Regions from separate parts of the Mus musculus genome. Here regions 1 and 2 are each linked to region 3. Evidence: chromatin contacts called from public HiChIP or PLAC-seq and Micro-C data. All regions are on one chromosome and are shown on one strand. The core of a region is the stretch at or near the end of the contact, and the rest is flanking DNA. Distances in the headings are between cores, read along the strand shown.

Region 1 (2,700 bases), core at 80-2,579, 360 kb after region 3:
GGACACAGGCTTGAGGCTGCATTACCGATGTAGGTGACTCTCAGTTCCATTCCCTGTAAAAGTCGCTTCTACTGAACTCACTCAGTCCTAAGAAAGGACTCCAACACAAACAGCCTGATGTTTATCCAGAGGACAATTTCCAAGACCTCTTTCTAATTTGCAAAGTAAAATTAAAACATGTTATATTTAAATAGACTTAACTTGTATTTAATCTGTATTTAAGCTGCTAATCATTAACTGAATTTTCCTATTAAATTAGTTTTCCCATATGGTTAAGACCAAGGGTAAATTGTTAGAGTTTATGTGATCTTTTATTTGCATGATTCATTAGTTTTTTTTCAGAGATGGGAAAAGAAGAGTTTATGAAAAATAATTTTTTAGTTGACTCGGAGAGACAAGCTCTTGGCCTTGTATCTCTACTAGGAACAGACAAGAACATGCGTGTCTTTATAGCTTCTTACGTCTGTGCCTGAATTTTCTCCACCTGGGCTTGTGTTTTGCTCTACACTGGTAAGCTTTTTCTTTACTCCCCAGATTCTGAGCATTATTTTTTATTTATTTATTTATTTATTTATTTATTTATTTATTTATTTATTTATTTATTTACTTACTTATTAAAAATGTTCATTTTAGGCTTGGAGAGATGGCTCAATGGTTAAGAGGACTGGCTGTTCCTCCAGAGGACCTGGGTTCAATTCCCAGCACCCACATGGCAGCTCACAACTGTCTGCAACTCCAGTTCCAGGGCATCTGATACACTCACACGGATGTACATGCAGGCAAAATACCAATGTACATAAAATAGAAGTAAATACATTATTAAAAAATATTTATGTTGAAGCAAGGTTTCATTCTGTAAAACAGGCTGGCCTTGGACCCACAGAGATGTGCCTGCTTCTGCCTCCCAAGTGCTGGGATTAAAGGCAGACTCCCCACACCCCATTCCTTAAGCATTCTTTTAAGCCCATCTGAAAGGCAGCCCTGACCTCCTGTGGTACTTAGTGGCAGTCCTAAGAGAGCTGTACACCATGCGCTTTGCTTTTATAGTTAACCTCAGCTCTTTCATGCCAAAGATTTGAGTCTTACGTTTTCGTGAACTCCCACCCTGCAAGAATACAGTGCAGACTCCTCTTAGGTGTCTGAACACCTAAATCCTCCTATACCCAAGCCAACCCCCCGTGAATGGCAAGGATCTGGGCTTGTGTTTTGCTCTACACTGGTAAGCAGTGTTTCTGTCCACACCCTCCAGCGGAGTTACTCATCAGTGTGACATTTGGTGGCACTTTCATTTCTTCCTGTGCTCAATTAAAGGGCTTCAAGGAACTACGTTTTCGCATCTAACAGCCTCTTTGCAGAGATTTAAAAGCATCTACGGCTGCTCACTAGACAGAACCTTACAGTGTAAACAGCAGTGACTCACAGAATTTGACCTTCAACAAACAGAATCACTTTTACTAAGATCTTAGGAGCCCAGAAAGACAGAGGGTTGGGGGAGGGAAGAGTAGAGGGTCCTCCAAAGGGGCCAAAGGAGTGTGGGGCTATGAATCACCTCCGCAGAGGGCTGTAGAATCAAGACTCACTGTTAGATTGTGGACTTGCAGAGCAGGAAGGGACCTGAACGACCACCCAACCTGACCATGACCCCAGCATTTCACCTCTGTAAAAAAGCAATGCTTGACAGTTAAATGGGCTCATCTGGAATTTGAGTGCATTAGGTAATGTATATATTTAGGGATTTTACAACATTTACAAAGATCATAAGAACATTAATATATATTTGTATGGGACTCAATCATCCCGTAGGAATGAATGCATTGTCCCCAGAAGATCTGACCCGGGTATAATCATCTAGAACACTCTGCCTTCTTAGAGGCAAGGAAAAGCACACACTAGCTCTCTCTAAGTGTTCTCAAGGCACCTGTGGAGACCGAGTCGTCACTGGACTGGCTGAACATTCCACCAGGCTTCCTGTATCTGTATGGCACCGGGTTACATAAAGACTCTTTCACACAAGTATAAAATGTGCTTGAGCAGTCGGCCATACCACGCGCCTCCCTTTTCTTTCCCTCCCCCTTCCTGCTCATTTCCTTTGTTACCCTACAGTTTCTTACATTTTTCATACCTGTACCTGTATGAGCTTGAGCATCTCCATAAAATCTAAGACCCACCAATGAGAGATAAATGTGCTAATTTGCCTTTGTGGGACCGACTAAAATTGCTCAATATGATATTTACCTCCAGTTGCATCTGAAGTGTTGAGCCTCCTCCATCTACTGCTGTTTTTGGGGTATATGGTTTTAAAAGTAGTGGTAGAATCGATGAAACAGATGTGCAACTTACAAGGGGAAGATAGTGCTGTATGTCTACATAATTCCTTCAGTCCTCCTCCCTCCTCTCCTCCTCCCTTTCCTTCTCCCTCTTCCTTCTCTCATGCAGGTTTTCTTTCTGGACCTATATGCTTATCTTAAGATTCTCAAGAAGTCTGCGGTGAAATGACAGTGGACATGGACGACCTTGACAAGGAAGGAAGGAAGCAAGCTATACCCTCAAGAGAAGCACTGCAGACAACAGCCGAGTGACACCAAACCCTCCTCTGACCTTGGGGAAAGCCTTGGTGTCTTCAGGGCTGGATCTCTCTTGTGGTTCCCCCTGTACAAATGACCCATGCACATTACAGGGATCCAACCTCAGAGGGCTGTC
Region 2 (2,700 bases), core at 45-2,544, 410 kb after region 3:
GGCGCGGGTAGTTTGGGAAACCAAGCAGTATGACAGTTGTTACACAAGATGCGTGCGTGCATGCGTGTGTGTGTGTGTGTGTGTGTGTATGTGTGTGTGTGTTTTGAAAGGGTAGGGTGGGAGGTGATGTCTCCGTGCTGTCACTACAGTTCATTGAACATCATCTATCTTGAATGTACGTCTAGACAAGCACTCACCGTCACCCGTGGCCCAGTCTCAGAGAAGGCCAAGCCCATGCTGTCAGTGGCCAAGGTCCCTTTGCTTTAAGGCAACCTTCTACTCTCTGCTACGTGCCTTTCCAGTCTGTTGGCAAATACTGTTGGCTCTGCCTTTATTCCGAATACAGATCCAACAGCTTCCTTCATTCCCGTTGCTTCCTTCCATCCTCGTCCCAGGCACTGTTGGCTCTCTCATAGACCCAAACTCGTCTCCCAGCTTCCATCAACGTCCCCCTGTAGTCTGTTCTCAGAAGAGCTGCAGAGAAGCCCCATGTGTAAAGGTACTGCTCCTCTATGTCACTCAGAGTTCACGTCCAAATGATTGCAGCCTGACATGCTCTGACCCCACCCCTCCTCCTGCCTGCCTCCTCCTGCCTGCCTCCCTCTGCTTTGGTTCTACTGATGCCCACACCAGACAGAGTCCTATCCCAGGGCCTTTGTACTGGCGACTCCTTTGGGACTCTCTCACTTCCTTTAAGCTCTTAACTTTCCATCCAAAACAGCCAGCCTGTATTCTCTGACTTCTCCTTCTCTTCTTGCATTAATTATTCCATTAATTTCTCTTTCTAGCAGTTCCACTGCTTGTCTTGTTTGGTTGGTTATTCACTGTGTGTGGAGTCAGTTAGATATCAGGTTTTTCCATCAGTCACTATCATTCTCCACCTTATTTAGAGACGAGGTCTTTCCTGCGCCTGACTGGCTGGTGAACCTTAGGGAATCTGTCTCTGCCTTCATGTTCTCTCTCATGCCTTCCCCGTCATGGGTGCTAGGGATATAAACTCAGATCCTCATGTTTGGATGCTGTACAGCAGGTACTTTGCCTACTGAGCCATCTCCTGAGCCTTGTCTTGTTTATTAGTCTTCGCCAGAATGTAGGCAGCCTCTGCTTTCCTCCCCGCTACACCTCCAATGCCTCAAGCAGTTTCTGACTCACTTCAGAGACTCAACAAATATTTCTGAATGAATGAGAAATTATCCCATACAAAGGAGGCAGGGTAGCACATTGGTCAGGAGTGAGGTCCTGAGCCAGGTGTTCTGGGGCTTAAATCTTGGCTCCTCAACCTGCTAGCGAGCTGCATGACCTTTGGCAAGGTACACGCTCACGTGGGCCTCAGTTCCCTCAATGATAAAATTGGGACAGTAACTGACCTTCATCAGGGAGCCATGGGATATGTATAAAGCTCTCAGAGCACAACAGAACCTGGCATGGATTGAGAACTTGAGACACAGTGGCCATTATTAAGAAGAGCCTTGTCTGCTGTCCTGAGTTTAGACTTTATCCTAAGGCTACGTGGAGTCACTGACGGATGTTAAAGGAGGGAGTAACATAATCAGATATTGTTTCAAAGGATCGTTCCAGATATGCAGGGGAGAATGAATCACATCAGGGCAAGGCTGCTACGAGGAGGAGAGCGAGCAGCTAAGAGGCTCCTGCAGAAACAGAGATGACAGACTTTGTTAACATGAACGGAAACAGAAGGAACGAAGAAGGGGTGGACTCAAGGTATCACAGTGGAAGAGGAGATGAAAGCAGAGCAGGAACTCAGTGGGAAGGAAGCAGCTGATGACAGAACCCAGGCTTCTAGAGTTTTCTATGCCAGGCCATGGGGACTGGGGGGAGGGATGTGGAAAGATTTGTCCTTTTTCTGTTGACATCCAGTAAAGAAGGCAGTCATATCAGTGTGTGTCCTTGCCTAGTCATAGACCTGAGTCATAGATACAGTCAGTTTTGGGTTGTCTCCATCATACTGATTGCCAACGCCATTATAATAGATGGGTTTCCCCCAAGAAAACATTTAGGGAGTGAGCTATATATAAAAGGTGTATTCAGAGCTAAAAGCTGGCCCAAGTTCTTACTAATTAGGTGACTTTACAGGAAGTCACTTATCTCCTTCCCTTCCTGGTCCTTACCAGGAAATAGGAATAATCTTGTCCATTCTGCTTCCTCTCCTGGCTAATGTGACGTCAGCCAAGATCAGGTGTGTGAATGCTCCCTAAGCCAGAGTGCTGCCATCATGCTTGTGATTTGGGTCTAAGGAGTACATCCAGGAGAAGGCTCTGGTAGGTAGAGAAGAAGATAGCAGGAGACAAGTCGGAGGAGAGTGGAGTTATACGTCAAGGCAGAGTAAACCGCAGGCAGGAGTCAGAGAGGAGCGTCAAGACAAAGAGGAACTGGGTATGCGTGCTCCATGCATCTAGCCTTTGGTGACTAGAATCAGCAGAGGACACAGCTACAACTATCTGAGGAGTGAGTGGGAAATGAGGAAAGCGGAAACATGCGGCTGTGTGAGATGGCAACGGGCACCGTGGAATCCAGACAGGTTTCTTGGACGATGGAGAGAGCTAGGTGCAAATGACAAGGCTGACTACAGAGGGAGAATGGGGTTAGGCAGCGGGGGAGTTCTGCTGTGGAGCAAGAACTCAGGAGAAGACCCTCTGGGTTCAGGTAGTGAAGCCCACTTGCACTGAGATAGAGGAGGCA
Region 3 (2,720 bases), core at 92-2,591:
CTGAGGGAAGTTTTGGGGTAGCCATGCTCCATGGTGTCTTTTAAAAAAATTCCTGTTACTATGTATGTGTGTGTGCGTGTGTGTGTGTGTGTGTGTGTGTGTGTGTGTGTGTGCACATGACCTGGCATGTGTGGAGGACAGAGAGAGCCTTATGGACTTGGACTTCTCTTTCCGCCTCTGTGTGCATTCTGGGTATCTTGCTCAGATCTCAGGTTGCCAGGTTTGCCATGTAGTCTAGCCTGGTCTTGACCTCAGAGAGCTCTGCCTACCTCTGTCTCTAGAGTGTTGAGACTCAGGCTGTGTGCTTCCAGTATGTCTTTAAGGAGACTTCTTAGAGCCCACCGGTGTCTCCTTTTAGAACTACTCTGAGGCCACAGGAGGTAGGAAAATGGAAAAACTGGTTCCTTGGGAAGTAAGATATAGGCAGAAGATGTCCAGGGAGATTAAAGGAGATAGAAGGAGGTAAGATTCCAAGGCTTGCTGGTAGCCAGGAAAATGGACACAAGGAGGCTGAGGTTTAGTTTTTGAATAGCACATCTGACAGGTGGGGCCACCATTTGCGAACTGGCTGATCTGAAGGACAGTAATGTTAGAGTCAGGAAGTAGAATAGAGTAAAGTGTTCCCCTTCTTGCCTGTTAAATTGAGGTACTTTGTGGGATGAACTGTCTGGAGCACCTGGGTGTGTGCTTTGTCTCCTGAGTGGGGGAGAAGGGATGCCTGAATTTTGTTCCAGAACCAGGGAAATCCAGTGTGCCAAACACTTCCTGAAATGGGTGCACAGAGCACAGATTGTTTGAATGATCTGCCATGGTGATATAAATTACAATTGAAGATTAACTTTCCCAATTTCCATAATATTTCTGTAGAGTTGATGGATTTATAGTGTATGAAAGAAGAAATACAAGATAAAGCTGCTGGCCAGTGGAGATGAGAGGAAAGGGAAGTGGGTCTGTGTAGGAACTTTGTAAGGATAAGAATAAGAAGGTAGATCTGGAATCAAGCTGTTCTGCTGGCAGCCACCAGGGGGCATCATGAGCACAGAGCAGGTTGAAGGATGGGTGGTTCTTGGCAGTGACACCCGATCCTGGTCACATGCGGAGGACAGTGTATTCATTCCTACAGGATGTATACAAGTTATGTTCTTAATTCAATTTATAAATCTATCGCGTTTGCGGGTTGAGTTCTTCCACTGATCATAAATTATCCTGTTTGAACTGAACTGAAATGTAAATATCTGTTCGGTGGTTTGTTTCTGAAGGAATTTTATTTCCTGTAACCAGCTGACTAATATTTACAGACTGACACTTTGAAAGATGACAGTGGACTCTGCTCGGGCTATAAACGCACTGCAGCTTCGCATTCATCTGTCTTTAATAGTTTTGCAATATATCTTTCTACCAAGCTCTGTAAGAATGGGAGAATTCAGAAATCCAATAAATTGGAAATCTATTTGCTTAGCTGGTTTCCAAGCAATAGCCTCTGGTTCTTTTTTTTTTTTTTTTTTTTTTTTTTTTAACTCAGCAAAATCCCTTGAAAAACGAAACTCTAAAGACGTTTAAGGCCCAGGGCTGTTTCCCAAGCCCCAGAGAGAAGCCCCGCCCAGTGCAAACAGCAGTGGGCGAGGTGGGAGGAGCAGGTGTGAAGGGTTCTGTGAGGTTCTAGGCTTTTTGCCAACATTTGTATCTTATCAGACCGGACTGGTGCTTGCTTTTTATTACAGCTGAGGTCACAGGTCTGAGAAAGCAAACAGCTGTTTCGGTCGTTCTTGTCAATGGATATAGCTAACTTACAGTATCAAACAGACCTCAGGTCAGTTAGCTAAATGGTCTTGCGCTCTCTCTCTCTCTCTCGTTTTTTATTTTAGAATAATATTTAAGTGTTTTATTATAACACTTTATTTATTTAGTGTGTGAGTGTGCAGAGCTGTGCTCACCATAGTGATAGTGATAGTGTAGAGGTCAGAGGACAACTTGTGGGAGTCCGTTCTCTCCTATCAGATCGGTCCAGGGGACTGAACTCAGGCCTTTCAGGCCAGGCTTGGCAGCCCTGCTGGGCCATCTAGCTGATGCCCCTCCCCCCTTTTAAAAATGAAACATGTTGAGGTATATTTGTTTCTTTTGTGTGCATCCTCCCTGGGGCCCATACATACTATAAGCTACACTCCCAGCCCTGAGTCCTCATTCTTACTAAATACCTTATGATACAGATGGTATGAATGTGACATCACCTGTAGTAGTTACACACACACATATACACATATATGAAGATACACACACATATGAAGTTACACACACACATATATACACATATATGAAGTTACACACACATATATACATATATATGTTGAGAAAGAGGAAAAAGGAATTGTCAGAGGAAAAAGGAAGCTCAAATATCCAGATTTTTGTGGGGGGGGGAAGTGAAGTGGTTTGAGACAGTCTATGTAAACCAGGCTGGCCTTGAACTCATTATGTAGCTGAGGGTGACTGTAAGTAAATTCTTGACCCTTCTACTTCCCAAGTGCTGGTATTAATGGCATCACTACAACACCCAGCCCCTACTTCCATTTTAGAATAGAGCGAGGTAGCCTAGAGCATATGTCGGGCAGCTTTTCTGTCTTGATGTCAAATAGTTCTTAGGTTTTGGAGGCCTGGGTTGAAGCGCTCTGGCTGTGTGCAACCAGTTATATCTATTCACCATTGACCTTTATTGTATAAAAGCT

What was found. Hi-C and Micro-C count contacts between places; a contact is called where the count stands out from the background. HiChIP or PLAC-seq counts read pairs in DNA pulled down with a chosen protein or histone mark.
Region 1: a FOXA1 HiChIP or PLAC-seq map of pancreatic cancer cells shows a contact between it and region 3. The contact joins two enhancer-like sites. A contact is called at or near these places in 1 of 39 promoter capture datasets (stem cell-derived epiblast-like cells), 10 of 484 Hi-C or Micro-C datasets (the N1E-115 cell line and embryonic stem cells), 5 of 115 datasets of contacts at active chromatin or transcription factors (embryonic stem cells and pancreatic cancer cells) and 1 of 9 other capture datasets (embryonic stem cells).
Region 2: a Micro-C map of granulosa cells shows a contact between it and region 3, with 2.1 times the contacts expected there. The contact joins two enhancer-like sites. A contact is called at or near these places in 1 of 484 Hi-C or Micro-C datasets (granulosa cells) and 1 of 115 datasets of contacts at active chromatin or transcription factors (pancreatic cancer cells).

What each region holds. Positions count from the first base shown.
Region 1 is chr6:134,250,825-134,253,524 of GRCm38.p6, reverse strand. The region is part of intron 5 of Etv6 (ets variant 6); the gene reads right to left. Among named protein-coding and RNA genes, the nearest start is that of Gm17089, 3.4 kb to the right of the region's middle. Within about 2 kb of position 1,329, at least 32 of the 459 cell types and tissues checked have an H3K27ac peak or open chromatin away from gene starts, as enhancers often do. A contact at or near this core is called in pancreatic cancer cells, where this site is marked.
Region 2 is chr6:134,205,030-134,207,729 of GRCm38.p6, reverse strand. All of the region lies in intron 2 of Etv6 (ets variant 6), which reads right to left. Among named protein-coding and RNA genes, the nearest start is that of Gm38908, 16 kb to the left of the region's middle. Within about 2 kb of position 1,294, at least 66 of the 459 cell types and tissues checked have an H3K27ac peak or open chromatin away from gene starts, as enhancers often do. A contact at or near this core is called in granulosa cells and pancreatic cancer cells, where this site is marked.
Region 3 is chr6:134,613,797-134,616,516 of GRCm38.p6, reverse strand. The region is part of intron 3 of Mansc1 (MANSC domain containing 1); the gene reads left to right. Among named protein-coding and RNA genes, the nearest start is that of Gm38910, 7.2 kb to the right of the region's middle. Within about 2 kb of position 1,341, at least 70 of the 459 cell types and tissues checked have an H3K27ac peak or open chromatin away from gene starts, as enhancers often do. A contact at or near this core is called in granulosa cells and pancreatic cancer cells, where this site is marked.